2 separate regions of the Mus musculus genome follow, and region 1 is linked to region 2. Evidence: chromatin contacts called from public Micro-C data. All regions are on one chromosome and are shown on one strand. The core of a region is the stretch at or near the end of the contact, and the rest is flanking DNA. Distances in the headings are between cores, read along the strand shown.

The links. A called contact is a pair of places that touch in the nucleus more often than the background predicts.
Region 1: a contact with region 2 is called in a Micro-C map of embryonic stem cells, with 2.5 times the contacts expected there. The contact joins the promoter of Syngr4 here to the promoter of Sec1 in region 2. A contact is called at or near these places in 5 of 39 promoter capture datasets (the 3T3-L1 cell line, cranial neural crest, hematopoietic stem and progenitor cells and 2 more), 1 of 15 datasets of contacts at CTCF or cohesin (CD8 T cells), 3 of 484 Hi-C or Micro-C datasets (double positive thymocytes and embryonic stem cells), 5 of 115 datasets of contacts at active chromatin or transcription factors (the SCID.adh cell line, T-cell acute lymphoblastic leukemia, embryonic stem cells and 2 more) and 3 of 9 other capture datasets (adipose tissue, liver and pancreatic islet).

Annotation. Positions count from the first base shown.
Region 1 is chr7:45,893,730-45,899,039 of GRCm38.p6, forward strand. It overlaps Syngr4 (synaptogyrin 4), which reads right to left and starts at 2,982. Exons shown (of 5, transcript NM_021482.2): 1 at 2,879-2,982; 2 at 1,962-2,162. The coding sequence starts at 2,054. Tmem143 (transmembrane protein 143) reads left to right here and starts at 3,340. Exons shown (of 8, transcript NM_144801.2): 1 at 3,340-3,372; 2 at 3,706-3,937. The coding sequence starts at 3,350.
Region 2 is chr7:45,691,354-45,696,763 of GRCm38.p6, forward strand. Sec1 (secretory blood group 1) reads right to left here and starts at 3,049. Exons shown (of 4, transcript NM_001271578.1): 1 at 2,621-3,049. Ntn5 (netrin 5) reads left to right here. Exons shown (of 7, transcript NM_001358870.1): 4 at 59-208; 5 at 531-584; 6 at 988-1,068; 7 at 2,643-3,203. The coding sequence ends at 3,037.

The sequences.
Region 1 (5,310 bases), core at 1,732-4,231, 200 kb after region 2:
GTTCTGTTCAGGGGTAACAGCACAACTAGTACAGGCTGGCTGAGCATGGTAGCTCATACCTATAATCTCAGCACTCAGGGAGGCTCAAGCAGGAGGATCATTGTGAATCCAAGGCTCACTTGGGCTAGGCTACAAATTAAGACCCTGCCTCAAACAACAAAGACAAACAAAAGACAGCAGAGACATAAAGCAGGGTGTGCACTAGTTCAGTGGTTAGGGTCACTGTGAGTGGTGGTTTGGAGTTCAGTGGTTAGGGACACTGTGAGTGGTGGTTGGATGAGAATGACCCCCACAGGCTCAGGTGCTCAGGTTGTTGGTTTTGTTCTGTGTTTGTTTTGAGGCAGGGTCTTTCTGTGTATTTTTGGCTGCTTTGGAGCTTGCTATATAGACCAGGCAGGCTTCAAACTCAGGCAGATCCTTCTGCTTCTGCCTCTATAGTGCTAGGATTGAAGGTGTGTGGCACCACACCTTGACCAGGCTCATATATTTGAATGCTTGGTCCTCAGTTGGTGAAACTGTTTGGTAAAGATGAGGGGTGTGGCCTTTTGGAAGGAAGTGTGTCACTAGGGGTGAAGTTTTGAGTTTTCAAGTGCCCATGCTACCCCAGTTCTCTCTCTCTCTCTCTCTCTCTCTCTCTCTCTCTCTCTCTCTCTCTCTCTCTCTCTCTCTCTTCCTCTCTTCAACTTGCAGATAAGAGGTAAGTTCTCAGCCACTTCTCCAGCACCATGCTTGTCTGCCTGCTGCCTTGCTCCCTGCCATGATGGTCATGGACTCCCCCTTTGAAACGACAAGCAAGCCCCCAATTAAATGCCTTCGTTTCTGAGTTGCCTCGGTCATGGCATCTCTTCACAGCAATAGAAAAGAAACTAAGACTCACAACAGACTCCAACGCCAGTTCCAGGTGACCTGAGCCCCTATGGCCTCCACCACCACCTGCATGCCTGTGGCGCACATAAACTCATGAAGCCACATATATATGCTTCTAAAATCTTTAAAAGGAGAAGGAGGCAGTGTGGGTCGCAGCCCATAGACACAGATGGCCCTTGTACTGATGTTCAGAGAGAGGCAGTGGCTGGCTGGTTCTATTCCAAGGTTACATAGCACCAGTGGGCTGAATGGGGACTTTGCTCTCAGTGTCCAGATCCCTTGGGAAGATGGTAGTGATGCACAGAAAGCATCGGCATCACGCCTGGCACAGTGATGACTCACATCTGCTCCCTGAGTCTGGTGCTTGTGGTCCTCCCAGATCTATGCTTTTTTAAAAAAATAGATCTAGTCCCTGTTCACCCCTCCCCTACCTGAGAAATAGAAAATGGATGGGTCCTAGCATCTCCTAGAACCGAGTGGTGCTTCCCCCCTTTTGTGTTAACCTTAATGGATGCTGTCCCATGGAACTTCCTGGCATGGTGAAGTGGCCTGAATCTATGCTGTCCAACTGGAGACTCATAAGGCACCTTTGGCAACTAAGCCCCTGAAATATGGCCACCATGATTGCAGAGCAGCCCATTTGAATCCCATTTGATGAGTTGGAATTGGAGTAGCACCCGTGGCTTGTGGCTACTCCACTGGACAAGCAGTCTTCAAACACTGATGCCATTTATCAAAATTATGGGGTTTTTTGGGGGGGTGGCTTTACTTTTCTTCGCCTTTGAAAGGGTTCTTTTTCACTTTTTCCATTTTCTTACACTGTAACCCAGGCTGGCCTCAAACCTATGTCAATCCTCCTACCTCAGTCTTTTATGTGCTGGTGTGACAGATTTGAGAGGCCCTTTGAGGAGCCCCAGGTTTGAGGGGCTCTTTCTTGTGATGACTCGGTTGATGCTGACAGTGGCTAGTGACCAGATACTCAGTAAAAGGTGGCTTCAGTTTTGGGCTCCTGTCTGCTTCTCTCCCTCTCTGACCACACTGACCCCTTGCCCTCTTCCTGGATGTCGCCTGTGTCCTGACCCCTGGGGTCTCACCCCTCCGAAGATCCTTGAGATGCTCTTTGGTCTCCTCAGAAAGCGCACAGTCTCATTGTCTGCCAGGTCGTGGAGGCTTTCAGGGAGGTGCATAGTGGCTGCTCTTCTTTGGGTGTCCCGGGAGGTAGGGGCAGGGGTGTTGGGTGCTGCTTTCTGGGCACCACTTCCTGTGTGCCTCAGACCCACCTCAAGGCTCAGCTACTGCAAGAAAAGAGGAATGGGAATGTCAGAGTAAAAGTGCTGGGAGTGGGGAGTACTGGCCCTTCCTTTGTGGGGATGGATAGGCTGAGGGGCTGTTAGGAGCCCTAGGAACAGAGGGGGTGGGCTGAAGGGGCTGGCTGCTCCCGTTTTCAGTTGTCAGGAATATGGGGTGAGAAACTGCTGGGTGGTCTTAGGTGCTGGAGATGAGACATGATAGGGTATGTGGGAGGTTCTGGAAATGGGAGCACGGCTGGAAGGCTGCTTCGGGGTTCCAGAAGTTGGAAATGTAGGCTGATGGGCTATTGGAGGTTTCAGGTGCTGATAAGGGGCCAGAGGGTTCTGAGGGCCCTAGATTTTGGGAATACAGGATGAGGGTGATAAGGGGTGGCAGGTCTGCTGGGCCCTCAGAGTGGGGTCAATAGGGGGACTGTAGACTGGTCCTTGAGGGAATGCAGCTACCCTAGGTATAGAAGACCACGTAGAGCCCAGCAATATTTGAGGTGTTCCCTAACTTGGGTCATTTTCCGTAACACCAGGCTTGCTTAGGCTTCAGCTCTGTTTCAGGATGACATATTGTCTTAAGACTGAAGCCTCAGAAACCAGCTGCCACTCGGTATGAGAGTCATGGCAACCTCCTTAGACTAGGGGCTTCCCTTCTAAGGACCTGGGGGCGGAAGTGCTGAGACCCCAAGGGGACGCTGGCTGAAGAGAACCACCTCTTCTCCGAGGGCCGAGGACCTGCGTTCCTCTTCTGCCTGCCTGGCTTCCTCTCCTGGTCCCGGGAGCCACCTCTAGCCTCTTTTTGGTTCCTCTTTTTCCCGCCTTTTCTGTCCTCTACAGATGATTGGCTGCAGCCAAGTCCCGCCCCTTTCCTTTCCGCCTATCCGAACTGACTATGGAAAGGGCGTGGTCTCGGCGGACGTTGGGCGGGTCGCCGTTGGCCGGGCGCGCGCGAGGGCCCGACCCAGCTCCAAATAGCGGACCACACGTCTTCAGCGCGTGCGCATTACCTTTAAAAAAAAAAAAAAAAAAAAAAAAAAAAAAGGACTAGCGATGAGGCATGCGCAGTTGAGATAAAGGCTATTAAATGGTTTCAAGCGGCTCAGGCTGTGCGCATGCGCCTTACTGCTTGCTGAAGCCAATCCTCTGGGCCTAGGACCTCTTACTGCACATGCGCAGAAGGCTCAATGACAGTCGCGCGTTGGTTAAGGTGAGGGCAGGGTGGGGGATTGCATGGCCCAGGAAGGACGGCCCAGCACCCGCTATTAACTTTTCCTAGTTTTTCAACACTCCTGAGCTCCACCTCATTGTTTAAGCTTCTCAGAGACCATTTGTACCGCTTCAGGGTCCCTGGGCCTGCAAGATACTCCAAACTACGACCTCTGACCCTATTCCGGAGCCAACCTAAATGTGCAGTGTAGAAGGAACCGGAAAGGGATTAGAGGGAGGGAGACTGGCCAGGAACTGTCCCCGAAGGGAGGGGTGTGTGGAGGTACTACCTCCAACTGACCTTTGACATCCCCCTTCATTTGCTTATGTTTAGGCTCTGGGAAAGGGGGCAGGCCATGTTGCATGTGACCTGGGGGTCCAAGGTCCGACTATGGTCCCTGGTGCCTGCTCTCCTCGGGACTCCCCGAGCTCTGTCGTCCCTGGAGAACAGGATGGGGGTGTACCGCAAGATGTGGAACCCCAAGGAGCCCTGCGACTGGGCCCAGCAGTACCGCGAGCGCTTCATTCCATTCTCCAAGGAGCAGCTGCTCCGCCTCCTGATACAGGTACCGCCCATCAGTGGTCTAAGGACCTAGAGACTACAGTTTCCAGCCGACCTCGCGACTGCACCACTATACCTGCTTTTGAGGTCTGCGCTAGCGCCCTCCTGGGAGTGTAGTTTCTGGTCCCTTTGGCGTTCCTAGTGGGTTCGAGAAAGTTGGAATGCAGGGGCTAGAAAGAACTCCAAGATGAGATGCCTAAAGATCTCTGGACTTGGGCTTCTTCTGGGGCCTTGAACAGGCACACTGGGACATAAGTTTTTCCCTTGAAATAGATGTAACTATCATCCTCATAATTCCTTTCTAGTACATAATAAATTTGTATCTGCAAAGCCATAATGATAATTATTATCACACCTTGAGCTCTTTATTCCGTGGCACCGTGCTAAGTGTTTGTAATGTATAGAGCCATCAGAACAACCCTGTGAGAGGCCACCATTATCCCATTTTACAGGTTTAAAGGCAGTGACCCATCCAAAGCTACAGTGAGTGGCCCATGCTTGCTTGACTCTAGAGTGCGCCCCTTACTTCACCCCTGATCTATTCCATAGCTTGAGCTCTCAGCCCTCCATCACTGTCAGATGATCATTAGTATAATAGTGATTTACTGAACACCTGCTGTGTCTACCAAGTCCCGTGCTAGATTTTATGCCCACATGCATACGTACAAGCACAAACAATCTCATCAAAAACTCCCCCTAGTGGCTGGAGAGATGGCTCAGTGGTTAAGAGCACTGACTGCTCTTCCAGAGGACCTGAGTTCAATTCTCAGCAACCACATGATGGCTCACAACCATCTGTAATGGGATCCGATGCCTTCTTCTGGTGTGTCTGAAGTCAGCAACAATGTACTGATATAAATAAAAATAATTTAAAAAAATTCCTCTAGTCAGCCTGAGAAGATGGCTTACCAGTTAGAAGCATTTGTTACTCTTGCAGAGGACCCAGGATCTGCTTCTAGTACCCACATGATAACTCACAACCACCCATAGCTCTAGTTCCAGGGGATCAGCCAGTGCCGCCTTCTGACCATTGCTGGCACATATGTGGTGCACATACATGCAATCAAAACACACATATATGTAAACACGCGATAAATTAGATTCTCTCTGGAGTCAGATGAGCCCATCATGACCCTCAGAAATGGCTTCACTGAACCTCAGTTTCCTCTTTTGAAAAACTGAAGTTTTAATTCCATCCACCCCGTCCCTTCTTTGGAGGATGATGTTCTGCAAAGGAAGAGCGGCTGCCACAGAGCACATGTTCTGTGGATGTGCGGCTGCCACAGAGCAGGTGCCAAGCCTCTGCATCCTGTAGACTTCTCTTCCCCGTGCTATGCTGGGTCTGTATAATTGACCAAATCAGTTTTTAAGATTTAT
Region 2 (5,410 bases), core at 1,799-4,298:
ACATGGATTTTGTGGGGAACCTATTGGCCCCGAGTAACTCTTGTGTTTTGTCACGAAGCCTGCCAGTGCCACCCAATTGGAGCAACGGGAGGGATGTGCAACCAGACCAGTGGCCAGTGCTCCTGCAAGTTAGGGGTCACAGGCCTGACATGCAATCGCTGTGGTCCTGGCTACCAGCAGAGCCGCTCACCCAGGATGCCCTGCCAACGTGAGTCCTATGGCACACGAAGCCGTAAGTCCTGAACTCAGGTCAGGGGAGATGGCATCAAGGTCTCTGGGGACAACTGCAGTGTGTGGCTTTGGTTTCTGGGTGGCAGTGGATGAACTCTGAATCGTCTGAGAATTCAGGTGGGAAACTACAGACTCTTCAATCCTAGAAAGAAGGCCAAGGTTTTGGACCCCTTGTTCTTACACGGGAAGGGGTGGGTCCTGGTGAGGGGGCAGGATGGTTGTACCCTAGAGAGTCACATGCCTGGATTCCTCCTGCTGATTTCTAGAGTTTACACTGCATTTCTCCTCTGGTCTGACAGGAATTCCAGAGGCAACAACTACCCCTGCTACTACCCCTGTTGCATCTCGATCAGGTAAGAGGCTGGCACAGACATTCCCAGCAGCAAAGGGGGTCTGGGATGGGATGACCAGGTCCAGAGGGTACCCAGCCTATCTTTGTTGGGTTTTGATTTGTTTTGTTATGTTTCGTTATTTTGTTTGTTTGTTTGTTTGTTTGTTTGTTTTGAGTTTTTTTTGAGACAGGATTTTTCCGGGTAGCCCTGGTGGAACTTGGTCTGTAGACCAGGTTGGCCTTGAACTCAGAGAGTGCCCTGCCTTTGCCTCCCAAGTGCTGGGATCAAAGGTGTGTGCCACCATGACTGGGCTCCAGCCCTTCTTGAGGGCGCAGACAGTCCAGCTGTTTGTGGAAATGGGGAGGGGAGATAGGCTGTGGTCCAGGCCACGGGAGCCCACTGCAAAGAGCATGACCCTCTCCAGACCCACAGTGTCAAGGCTATTGCAATGTCTCCGTCAGCAGTGTGCACATGAGCCTTCAGAGATACTGTCAGCAGGATTATGGTAAGTGAGAGAGGAAAACAGGCCTGCCTTTTCCCCATCCTTCCACTTCCTTATTATAAATGGGAAAGGATGTTAGACCCTGAAGGACTGGTCTTCACCAGACAATGTTATCTGAGACAGAACAGCAGACAATGGTGGGAGACAGTGGGAGGAATCCCTGTTTCCTGTGTCTCCTGGTCCTCCATACTCTCACACTTGCTGTGCATCCTGTCCTTGAGCCTGACCTCTCTGAGAGCTGGAAGGAACGGAGGGATGGAGATGTAGAGAAGGCCCTGTCATATCCCTCCAGTCTCAGATCTGAGCCTTTGCCCCCCCCACCCCCACCCCTGCACAGCAGGGCCCAATACTGAGGCCCATGAGCTCAGCTCTCAGATACTCAGGGGTTGGGCCTAGCCAGAAAAGGATGGACCATTCCTGGTCACCGCTTTCTGTCCCAGAGCACAGGCTGCTTTGCCCCTAGGATCATCAACTGACTTCAGTGTCACCCGTCTTTGAGGTGGGGCTTCTCCTACTCACAGATCTGCCTTGCTAGCCAGCAACTAGCCCCGAGGTCTTCCTGGCCCTCCACACCACAGCACTGATTCACAGTAGCGTGACATCAGTCGAGTCTCAGGCCTTCCCACTCAATTCATTCTTTGGACCGCCAGTTTACCCCAGAGCCTTTCTGACAAGGCCCACCTCTCTGGAGGCTCCCACTCCTGGGAACCGGCTCACTGTGTAACACTAATGCTCTGGGCTTAGCTTAACATGCTGGTGCAAGCTCAAAACCTTCAGTTCTCAGGGGGCTGAGGCAGAGGGACGCCAGTGACTTCTGGATTGGCTTAGGCTACAGAGTAAGTTCTAGACCAGCGTCGACATTTTAGTGAGACCCTGGAATCTTGAGGCTACTGTTAATAGGAACATGACTCCAAGAGTCCCAGCCAGCATTATCTGACGTCCTTAGGATGCTCTCCCTGACTGATCTCTGGTGAGCATCCCTCTGGACCTCTGCCTCCCTCATCCTTCTTAATTTACTGCAACCCTAAAAACCCTGCTTCACATACTCTTCCTGATCCCATTTCTAGGCACGCACACACACACACCCAATTTCCCACCCTCCACCCCCATGTCCTGCAACTCACATGGCCCTTACAAGCACAATCTTGGATTTCTCCCCTCCCCCACTTCACATTCCACCAGCGTCCACCATCCTAAACCACAACATAACTCCTTCCCAACTTTGATCCTGGCCTCCCTTTAAACCAGTGGTTCTCAACCTTCCAAATGTGGTTCCTCCTGTTGTGGTGACCCTTTCAACCATAAAATTATTCCCGTTGCTACTTTATATCTGTAATGTTGCTACTGTTATGAATTGCAAACGAATTGCAACGTAAATACCTTTTTCCCAATGGTCCAAGGAGACCACTGTGAAAAAGATGGGTAGTCCCTCAAGGGGGTCACGACCCGCAAGCTGAGAACCACCAATCTAGGCCCTTGCCTGACCCTTCCCACCGCCACGTGACGGTGCCATCTTCATCAGGCCTGCCCTCCTCCGGGCTAGCCTCCCACTTGCCTGAGGTGGTGTCTTCCCTCAGTTCTGCACGCCCAGGTTTCAGCGTCGTCGTCGCAGCCGTCTGAGGCGGTGGGCCCCGAGTGGTGGCGGCTGGCCGTGCACGTGCTGGCTGTGTTCAAACAGCGTGCGTGGCCCGTGCGCCGCGGTGGCCAGGAGGCCTGGGTGCCACGTGCTGACCTAATCTGCGGCTGCCTGCGCCTGCGCCCTGGCGCTGACTACCTCCTGCTGGGCCGTGCTGCGCAGACCCACGACGACGACAACTATGACCCTGCGCGCCTCATCCTGAACCGCCACGGCCTCGCGCTGCCCTGGAGACCACGATGGGCCCGGCCGCTGCGGCGACTGCAGCAGAAGGAGCGCGGAGGTGCCTGCCGAGGCCTGCTGCCACCCACACGGAGCCCTGGGCCCAGGAACTAAAGTGAGCTACTAATGTAAGGTGTGAGTCCCCAGAGCCAATCAGAAGCTTCAGTGCCCGTGACGCCACTCCGCATGTGACGTTGCCTACGTTGGGACCGGAAGTGACTGCTTGGACCTGTGAGCCTTATAGGTTATTTGTCACAATAAAGGCTCATGTCTTGTGGAATTGTGTCTACAGATCACACACACACACACCCCATCCGTGTTGGGAGAGTCTTTCCAAGGCAACCGAAAAGGCCTTGATACACCAAGCTTAAGTTCTAAATAAATTACCTGGGAGAAAGTGGCCAGTGTACTTGGAAGTGAAAGGACTCCCGTGGAGTAACTGGGTTCTAGTAAGATTTGTGTTGCTTGATGATTAGCCAAAAGACAATAGACTAGGTATGGCTGGAAAAGGCAAGAAATTTGACAAAGGTGCCCGGTAGTCTCATATCCAGAAAGTTTGGCGTTTAAGATATTTTATTATTCTGATGGGCGAGGGGGAGGCTTCGACGACTATCATCTAATCTTGAAATATAGTCTAGATAGAGCCATGGTGGCCCAGTTCTCAGCACTTAGGAGGTGGGGGATCGGAAGTCCAGGGATTATTTAACAAGTGCAGTTTGAAGCTGAAACCTATTAATCGACATTAAGGCTTTGGAACAGGCCTGGCCCAGAGCAAGCACCCTATGAGTTTCCTGTTACTATTTGAATACCCAGAGGCCTCCCTTTCTCTGTGAGCACGCTGATGGGAAGATCTTGCTAGGATACAGAGGTAGTGGGCGTTGAGGGCAGGGGGAGAGGGTTAAGGAAGTTCACAGGGGTTGTGGGAACCACCCAAGCTGCGGGAGCTCCTCCCACCCAAGAGCCTGCGTGTAGAAGATGAAAGCCCAGAGCAGAGAGCCTTATGTGTTCCTTGTGACTCAAACTTTGTTTCTAGCAGCCGAAGCAAATTGGTGTGAAATCCACATCTGTACCACTTGCCGACCAGGCCCTTCCCTTCCCTCCCCTCCCCTCCTCACCCCTCCCCTCCCCTCCCCTCCCCTCCAGATGTCAGCCCTGCCTGTCCCTGCACAGTAATAGGGGTGGCACAGGTGGCCACCAGACCTCAAAGAAGACAAATTCTGTTCACCTCACCAGCTAGACAAATGACTTCATGGTGTGTGTGGGGGGGGGGGGCAGGGGGTGGGGGTGATCTCCTGAAGTCTTTATTTGTTCATGGTGTATGTGTGGGGGTGGGCGGAATCTCCTGAAGTCTGTATTTGTTCCAGTAGGAATTTGCCCACAAGGAAGGGGCAAGAAAGGCAACTCCAGATGAAGCGAAAGGTTTCTGGAAAGATCCAGAAACAGGCTGGGCTGGAGCTCAACTTGGTAGCGTTAGCGTGCATGTGGCTCTGGGTTTGGTCCCCCACAAGCCCACTGTAAACCAGGTATAGTGGTAAATGCCTATCAGCCCAGCATTGAAGAGCTACAAAGCAGGAGGACCAGAGGTTCATTTTTAGCTACATAATGAGTTAGATATAATAATGGGCTACCAGAGATCCTATCTCAAAAACAACAGCAAAAGTCCAGAGGCTAAAGGCCTAGTGTAGCAGAGAGATTCAAGCAAGGTCTGTTTTACTCCTGTAATCTCAGCACTTGGAAGGCTGGAGCAGAAAAGGCTGCAGTTGGAGCTGGAGGCTAGCCTGCACTATACAGGGAAACCTTGTCTCAAAACACTATTTTTCACTGTACTATATGGCTTAAGAAAACAAACACTTGGGCCACAGAGATGGTTCAGTGATTGACTGCTCTGACTGCTCTTCCAGAGGTCCTGAGTTCAAATCCCAGCAACCACATAATGTCTCACAATCATCTGTAATGGGATCCAATGCCCTCTTCAGGTGTGTCTGAAGACAGCTACGGTGTATTCATAGAAAACAAACAAATAAATCTTAAAAACAAAACAAAACAAAACAGAAGCCTGTGAAGACAGAGGCAGATACTGGAATTAGATGGCCACAAGTCAGGAGTCATGGGTATCCCCAAACTCTGGAAGAGGCAGGATGACTCTTACTAACACCACAGTGGGATCCTACCAACACCCTGATTTTCAATTTTAAATCCTAGAATGTCAAGTGGCCCACCCCTTTAATTTCAGTACCCCAGAGACAGAGGCAAGCAATCTCTGAGTTTTGGGTTTTGTTTTTGTTTTGTTTTGTTGGTTTGGTTTGGTTTGGTGGTTTGGTTTGGTTTTTGTTTTTTTTTTTTTTTTTTTCTTTCTTCCGAGACAGGGTTTCTCTGTTTAGCCCTGGCTGTCCCAGAACTCATTCTGTAGACCAGGCTGGCCTCGAACTCAGAGATTATGCTGGGCAGTGGTGGCGCATGCCTTTAATCCCAGCACTTGGGAGGCAG